2 separate regions of the Mus musculus genome follow, and region 2 is linked to region 1. Evidence: chromatin contacts called from public HiChIP or PLAC-seq data. All regions are on one chromosome and are shown on one strand. Each heading gives the region's core, a stretch centred on a gene start, on an enhancer-like site or on the middle of the called end of the contact. The rest is flanking DNA. Distances are from core to core; before and after follow the strand shown.

Region 1 (3,659 bases), core at 586-3,085:
TTAACATTGGTATGGCTGGACGGAAATTTAAAAAAGCCCAGGCACTTGTTACCGGCCCAGGGGATTTAAAAAGCCTGTTTTCCCCCAAGACAAGGTCTCTCCCAACTCTAGGTGCGGTGGAATTTGCAGACCTCTAGTCCCCTGTCTACCCAGTGCTGGAGTTGTGCTTGTGCGCTGCATCCTTTTCAATAACATTTTACAGGGCTACCTAAGGCCCTGGGGTTCTACGGAATAACTCAAAGAGAAGAAACGTAAAGGTAAGAATATTTAACTTTTAGCTTAGTCACATTGTGAGGACACAGCAGCGGCTATCAAGAGTAAGACATACCTGACAATCCTCAAGGTTACTTTTTGGCGGGGAGGGATGAGACGCTCAGGCTGCCTAGGGTGGCTACCATCCTGCTTCACTGAGGCTAGCCTTATACTCCTGATCCTTTCCACTCTCCGAATGGTGGGATTGGCAGGATGCACCAAGACGCTGGGTTCTCAAGGTCATTTTAAATCAAGAGAATTGTTTGAAGGAAGAAGGGATAAGGACAGTGAAAAAGGTTAACCCTTCCTGGTTTCATGGAACCATGTGAAAGAGTGAGCAGTGGAGTCTCATGCGCTTCCCCCTTCTTGAGTTAAAGAATTCCGCATCTACTACACTGTTCCGGTCCCTAGAACTAACAAATCCCCAATACAGGGCTAGAAGCTGAGCACGGAAATTCCAGGAGCCAGCTGGGGGCTGTGGTGGTCAATGCTTCGGGAATCGGCTATGAATCAACCCCCCACACCGCACTTCCGGTCCATTTGGTCCCTCTTTGCTATTGTATAAAGCTTGTAATGAGTTACCTCAGAGTCGAGCTCTAACTCCCACCCATGTCTGCAGGATCTCTCCCCTGATCTGAATCATTTTTGTAGGTTTCTTTGACAACCAGCAGCATTGATATGCTCTAAAATCACACCCACTCACTTCTTGAAAAACACAATTGTGCCCCACCGCAGGCAAATTCACAGATTCCAATTCAAAGACTCCATAGATGGAGTCTTTAAGGTTTGGGCAATCTATTCCACTCTCATTTCTGTATAAATTCTAAGTATGGAAATTCCATTAGCAGGAACAGGCTATTGATGCAAATGCCCTTAATCCCATCTCATTTGCACCGACCTAGCATTCAAAGCCGTTCATTACAAGGCTTTGCCACACTTTCAGTACCTGTCCCACGTACCAGAGTTGCTAAGCCACTTGAAACACAGAATTAAGTCCAGATTTTTTTTTTGTTGTTCCGTTTTAAAAGACTCAGAATGCAAGCGGCTCCTTCCACAATGTCTCCTTTTGCAAAGCCCCAGTACTTTGGGACCAAAAGAATAATGTATGACTAGAGGTGTCAACTCCTTATACTCAAGGACCTGCTTTGTTAGACCTGAAACCAGAGCCAGGCTAGGCCATCACGTGACCTGCTCTGATGGCGTCACAGGCACACGTGGTTCTAGATACTTCGCTCCCTCCCCCTCAGGGGTGGATTGTTGACAGCGGCGCTGGCGGTCACGTGACTTGACGTCACCCCCCCCCCCACCTCCTCTCCTCCGAAATCTCAGGCTCCGGATGCACCACTCTCTCCCCGTCCGGCCGAACTTGAAACTAGCGACGGGGGGAGCGAGGCGAGGTAGCGTGTGGGCTCCGAGGGCGTTGGGCCGGGCCGTGTTCAGCGTGAGCACGGAGCGGATCCTCCGTAGTTGCCCGCAAGCAACAAGCCCGGAAGGCCGCCTTCTGCCCCTCCGGTGCGGCGCGCGCGCCCGCTCGCCCCGCCCCCTCTCCCCCCTCCCGCGGTGGTACTGGCGGAGGGCGGAGGGATCTGGAGGCGGCGGAGGGAGACGTCATTGCAGGGTTGTTTGTGCAGTCTCGGTGGCGGCGGCGACCCACAGTGATTCGGCCGCTGCGCCGGGGGGTGGGGGGGCTGAACGGGACTCTTTTCTTTCAGACTGACCGCGGGGCAGCTGCGGAGCATGTCGACCCCGGCCCGTAGGAGGCTCATGCGGGATTTCAAGCGGTAAGGGCCCTCGTCTTAGCCCAATATGACGGCCTCTTCCCGAAGCCATGGACTGTAGGGCGGGGATTCCGGATATCTTCCTCCTGGTGACCCTGAGGAGGCGGGCAGTGGGCCTGCGGGACCCACGGCAGTCCCGGCTTCCCGGTGGCTCTTACTCCCTCGCTTCATACCTCCCTCTGTCTGGAGTAAAGATGGTCGGTACTACAGCCTCCTGCCCTTCCCCCCCAAAAGTAGGAAGGTGGCCATCGCTGGGCCTAGGTGTCCCAGAGGCCCACCTAGGGCAGATGCAGACGCTTCACCTCCCGCCTCTGCACCCTGCAGTGTCCCCTCCCCAGGTGGTGCGAGTGAGCTGCTCCTGAGGCTCCGGCCTCGCCTGGCGGACCAGTCCAGCTTTGTTACAGGGCCCCGTGATCTCCTGTTGGTAGTGAGAGGTTGGGGTGAATACTGCCCCAAATCTCTCCCTTTCTGCAGTGGTGAGGGTGGGGTCTGCTGCGCGAGGTCCGGAGGTGGTTAGCCCATCCCCCGAAACCCGATCTGCCCCCGCCCACCTGGAAGGACCTTGAGAACTGGCTCGGGAAACCTGGGCCTGGAGCTAGCCACTTGGCCTGCCAGTGCCTTCTGGAACTAAGATCTGGCCGCGGAATAAAAGCCTATCTATAGCCTCCCCAGCCTGGAAAAATGCCTTCCGTCAGACTGGAGCTAATCTGATACTCCACCTGGGCCTCCTTTTGGAAAATAGGGGTTTATAGGAAATGTGGGGCTTGAAGGAAGAAGATGACCTCTCCCAGTTGTTTACCTCTCCTTGGAAACGTACAAGTGCAGAAACAGTAGACTAGATACTAGTTTTCTTTCTGGGCAGACCCGCTGTGATTGAGACAAATCTGTAATATAAAAACTTAGATTTGCCTCTCAGGAAGCAACTGCTCAACTTTCCCATTATAAAGCCCTTTATGAGAGAGAGAGAAAAAAAAGCCCTTTATGAGGCATTTGGAAGCTATTGTCTTGGGACCTGGACAACTTCATCATTTAATTCGTTGCTGATTTTAGCCACACAATTGAGGAATGAAGCAGTAAATTCGTCCCTCTCAGTCCTGTTAGTGACCTAATCTGCTTGAGGTTGACCAGTTTGCCAAGTGTCCACTTAAAAATCACAACATACTTTGTGAGATGGACAGGTTTTTGTTGTTGTTTGTTTGCTTGCTTTTTTTTTGTTTGTTTTTTGTTTTTCAAGACAGGGTTTCTTTCTCTGTGTAGCCCTGGCTGTCCTGAAACTCACTCTGTAGACCAGGCTGGCTCGAACTCAGAAATCCCCTTGCCTCTGTCCCCTAAATGCTGGGATTAAAGGCGTGCGCCACTACTGCCAGGCTGTTTTTTTTTTTTTTTTTTTTTTATTAATGATCTGCCAGACAAAGAGATGTCCTTTTTGGTGCAAAAGTCACCCAATGCTTGAAGTCACTATATTTGATTAGCTCTGTAACTGATACACAAATAAAACTTTCCATTATGGATAATACATTATCTATTATTATTTATCTCTTGTTCATTTTTGCAATTTCTGTACTTGACTCCCAGTTGAGTACAAGGTGCCTTTGGTGGTTTTCCAAGGATCTTGAGGTTACATGAAAT
Region 2 (3,659 bases), core at 826-3,325, 1.8 Mb before region 1:
AAAGTTAGGCCTTCAGGCTCACTGGAAGGTGGTGCCTTTACCTGCTGAGCAAGCTCACCAGCCCCAAGATCCAGGAGGCTCTTACCACCACCACTCTTGTTACTGCTGGTTAACTGTATACTATTTCAATCAAGTTGGTTCAAGTTGGTCTTGGGTTTCACACTTTTTACATGACTTTGTAATCTACCTTAAAGTGCCTCAGTTTCCTTACGCGAGACCCATCTCACAGGATTACTATGCCGGTTAAAATGCACAATTTGGTAACATATCAAAAAAGGTGCCAAGCACATATTAATTATCACCAATGCTACTGCTGCTGCTATACTGCCATGCATGCCAGCTGTGGCTTCTTGGGTCTCCTACGTAACTAGTCCCGTTCCTAACCACTATCGACTGCTTTTCTGTCTGTCTTGTCTATCCAACTGGAGCCATGTAAGACTTATGTATACAGTGTTTCTCTTGGAAGAGAGAGGAACCCAGGCTCTGCAGAAGCTGAGAAGTTTTGGTGCTGAGGACTGTACCACTAGGAGGGTGAGCTGGCCACAGCTTCAGGAAGGAAGAAGCAGGAGGCAGAAGTCAGACCTTGCACGTTCTGGCATGCAGCACCCACTGGGAAATACATTTTCCTGCTCTCTTAACGTTCACTCATGAAATTTGGCGCCCCAAGAGAACATGCATTAAACAGTGGCAGGAATACGCAGGATAACACTCACTTTATTGATCCAGATCAGCCCTGGGATTTGGTTGGAATTAATCTGCATCTCTAGCCAGGGTCTCATCCGCATTCGAGTGATTGGCATGGTGGCTGGAGGGAAAAGACAGAGGCCTGTGTTTGGAGTCTGTTAAACAACCCTGGGCACTGCCCTGCTCCACCCAAGGCCGCTCGCTCAATTACCTTCTCCTGTCCTCACACCCAGGTCATTACCCTCCCCCACTCTCCTGCCATCAGCCAGGTACCCAGGTCATAGATTAGGGACCCTGAAGTAGAATGAAACTCTCCAGCATCATGGGCAAAGCCACCTGCCCATTCTTTTCAGTCTCTCCCAGTCAGTCTCAGGAATAAACAACCAAGCAAGTCTGGATGGATGGATGGTTGCAGGATATATGTGCAAAAAAAAAAAAAAAGCCAAAAGACAGACATCTCAATGACAGAACTTTTCTCTCAAAATTCAATCTTTGGAAGAAGGAAGGGACTACTTTTGCTTGTCACCCCCAGCCCTGCACCTTCCAGGCTGTGCAAGCAAGCAAGTCAACCTCCATCTCGGGCACTTCTACCCACCCACTCCAATCCAGTCTATGTCCCCTCTTGACAGCCAGTGCCCACAACATACAGGCTGGGGCGCAACCCCTTCCGGCCTGGTTTCCCCTGCTGTTAAGAGAAGTGGCGCAAGCAACACCTGTGGCACCTCCTCCCGAAAGCCCAGTAGTTCACGACCCGGTCCAGCCAGTCAAGGCAGCGAGCCAACCTCTGCACCGAACACTGCGCGTCCGAAAGCAAGAGCTGGGAGCCAAGCTGCGACCGCCAAAAGTGCGCGCAGGCGGACATCCGAGTCCCCCGGCGCTGCTCGCGGGTGCGCGCGACGGCCACTCTGGGCTACCAAGAGGCCCCGCAGCGGCTCCGCGCACGCAGACCGCCGAGCGCGGCCAGAGGGCGGTGCACGCCGCGGCCCGCCTCCCGCCCGCTTGCAGCGCCCTCCCGAGCCAGCGCGCCACCGCGACCCAGGGTGTCTCTGGCCCCCACTTCCTGGTGTCCCGTGCGCCTTTTGTTCCACGGCACCCGTCGGTGCCCGCGCAGCTCCGGCGAGCTCACCTTTGCTGCAGGAGCGATTCGCAGAGGGTGCCGGAGAGCGAGGCACGGAGTTGCGGTGTAGGTACGCGATGCGCGCACGAAGCGAAAGATGCCCGAGATGCTGGGGTCCCTCTGGCCACCTCGGCTGACCTCGGCGCAACTCGGCCCGGTTCGGTTCGGTTCGGTTCGGTTCGGTTCGGCTTAGACTGTGAAAGCACGTCCTACCTCGACGAAGGAGTGGTGCGCACTGGCGAGTCCGCGGCGCCGCGAAGAAATCTAAACACTTAGCGGGATTCCCCGGCCCGGACTCGGCCACGCCCCCGCCGCGCCGCTCCTGCGCGCCCATTGGCCCACTCGGCCTCATCATTTCGGGGAAATCAGGCTGTTGTAGAGCTAAGCGGCGAAGGGGAAGTACAAGGCAGCTGTGCTCCCCACCCCCTCGGGCCCGCGCCACCGCCCCGGGGCTACCGCGGGCCCGCCCCTTGCTCCACTCCACTCCCCTGCCCCCTTGCCTGTCTTGGAAAGCCGAGACCGTCCCCCTCTTTCTGCAGACTCCCAGCCTGCTGGCTCCTATGATGGTCTTCCCCTTCTCCACGGGAGACACCTAACTCCCTATGTCTCTAGAACACCTGATTCCCTCTCCAGAAGGGTCCCCGGGACTAAATCACCCTCAAAATCAGTCTGGTAATGAAGTGTCAAGAAGGGAGAGATTATGTCCCTGTACCGCCTTACTTGCCACTTGGCTGCTCTGGGAAATTGAGGCAGAAGGCCTAACTTGGAAATACGGGGCAGTAGGAACTCCCAGCCTGGACTCTGCAGGGCCAGCCGTTGAAGGACTCAAGGACTCCGTAACCATAAAATGTCAATAGCTCACTTGCTAGTCTGAAGTGATGGGGGAACACCTTGTCCTTATGGGGAGAGATGATGTGTTTGCTTACATGGGCACAAGATGCGGGTGTGCTTTCCTGTGCCACACGAGGTTCTAGCTAGCGGTGACCAAGGCGACCCTTATTCCTTGGGACTACCTAACACCAAAGAAGTGGATAAAATTCCGAAGTGGCCGTGGTTCCTTCTATGACACCTACTTCAGCTCTCCATCCTCGACGTAGCCCTAGGGAGAGAGTTCCTCTCTGATAGTCTTGAAGTCATTTCTGAGTCCCCAAAGCCTGGCTCTGGAGAAGTTCTGGGCAGCATAGGGAAATTGTGGCTAAGGGGGGACCCAGGTCCCAAGGGGATGGCAAGGGCAGCGGGTTAACTGGTGTTCACGAGTAAACCTTGCCAGTTTGTTCTTTCTCTTAGCGGCTGGGCTAGTGTATACATGTTCCATCTCCGAACTCTGGCCCCTCAGGCTTCTTCATTCGCTTCCTCGCAGCTTCTGACTCACAAGTACATCAGTCCTCTACCGTGTCATTCTCTTGTGTCACCTTCCTCACCCTAGCTGTCCGTCTAGGACAGCACCCAGTTTGAATGTTGCAAGCTGTAATACACACATCAATGGACGATTGTACCTGTAACGTCACTGCCTCATAGACGAGCTAGGAGATTCAAGGTGGCAGGAGGATTTGGAAGGAGGAATTGAGACTCTAGAATAAATACGGAGGTATTTGAAGTCGCAAATTAAGAGAATCACTAGAGACCAGGGCCTTCTGATCACATGACTCTGAATCTGACACCTGCTCTCTGTGCAACAGATGTATACTTGCTCTGTGGAGACACTCTGACCAGCCAATGGAAAATTCAAAATGAGATTAGGGAGAGAAACTTTGTAACTCTTGAAGCCCACAGAGACCCTACTGAAAGCAACCAGAGACTACAAATTACATCAAAATAACTGTGTGGGTATACATAATGAAAGTCAGCCTGTGTCCTG

What was found. HiChIP or PLAC-seq counts read pairs in DNA pulled down with a chosen protein or histone mark.
Region 2: a FOXA1 HiChIP or PLAC-seq map of pancreatic cancer cells shows a contact between it and region 1. The contact joins the promoter of Irf1 here to the promoter of Ube2b in region 1. A contact is called at or near these places in 1 of 39 promoter capture datasets (liver) and 1 of 115 datasets of contacts at active chromatin or transcription factors (pancreatic cancer cells).

What each region holds. Positions count from the first base shown.
Region 1 is chr11:51,998,667-52,002,325 of GRCm38.p6, reverse strand. Ube2b (ubiquitin-conjugating enzyme E2B) reads left to right here and starts at 1,835. Exons shown (of 6, transcript NM_009458.5): 1 at 1,835-2,033. The coding sequence starts at 1,990. It also overlaps a transcript of Cdkl3 not described here.
Region 2 is chr11:53,768,430-53,772,088 of GRCm38.p6, reverse strand. It overlaps Irf1 (interferon regulatory factor 1), which reads right to left and starts at 2,075. Exons shown (of 10, transcript NM_008390.2): 1 at 1,811-2,075; 2 at 714-805. The coding sequence starts at 800.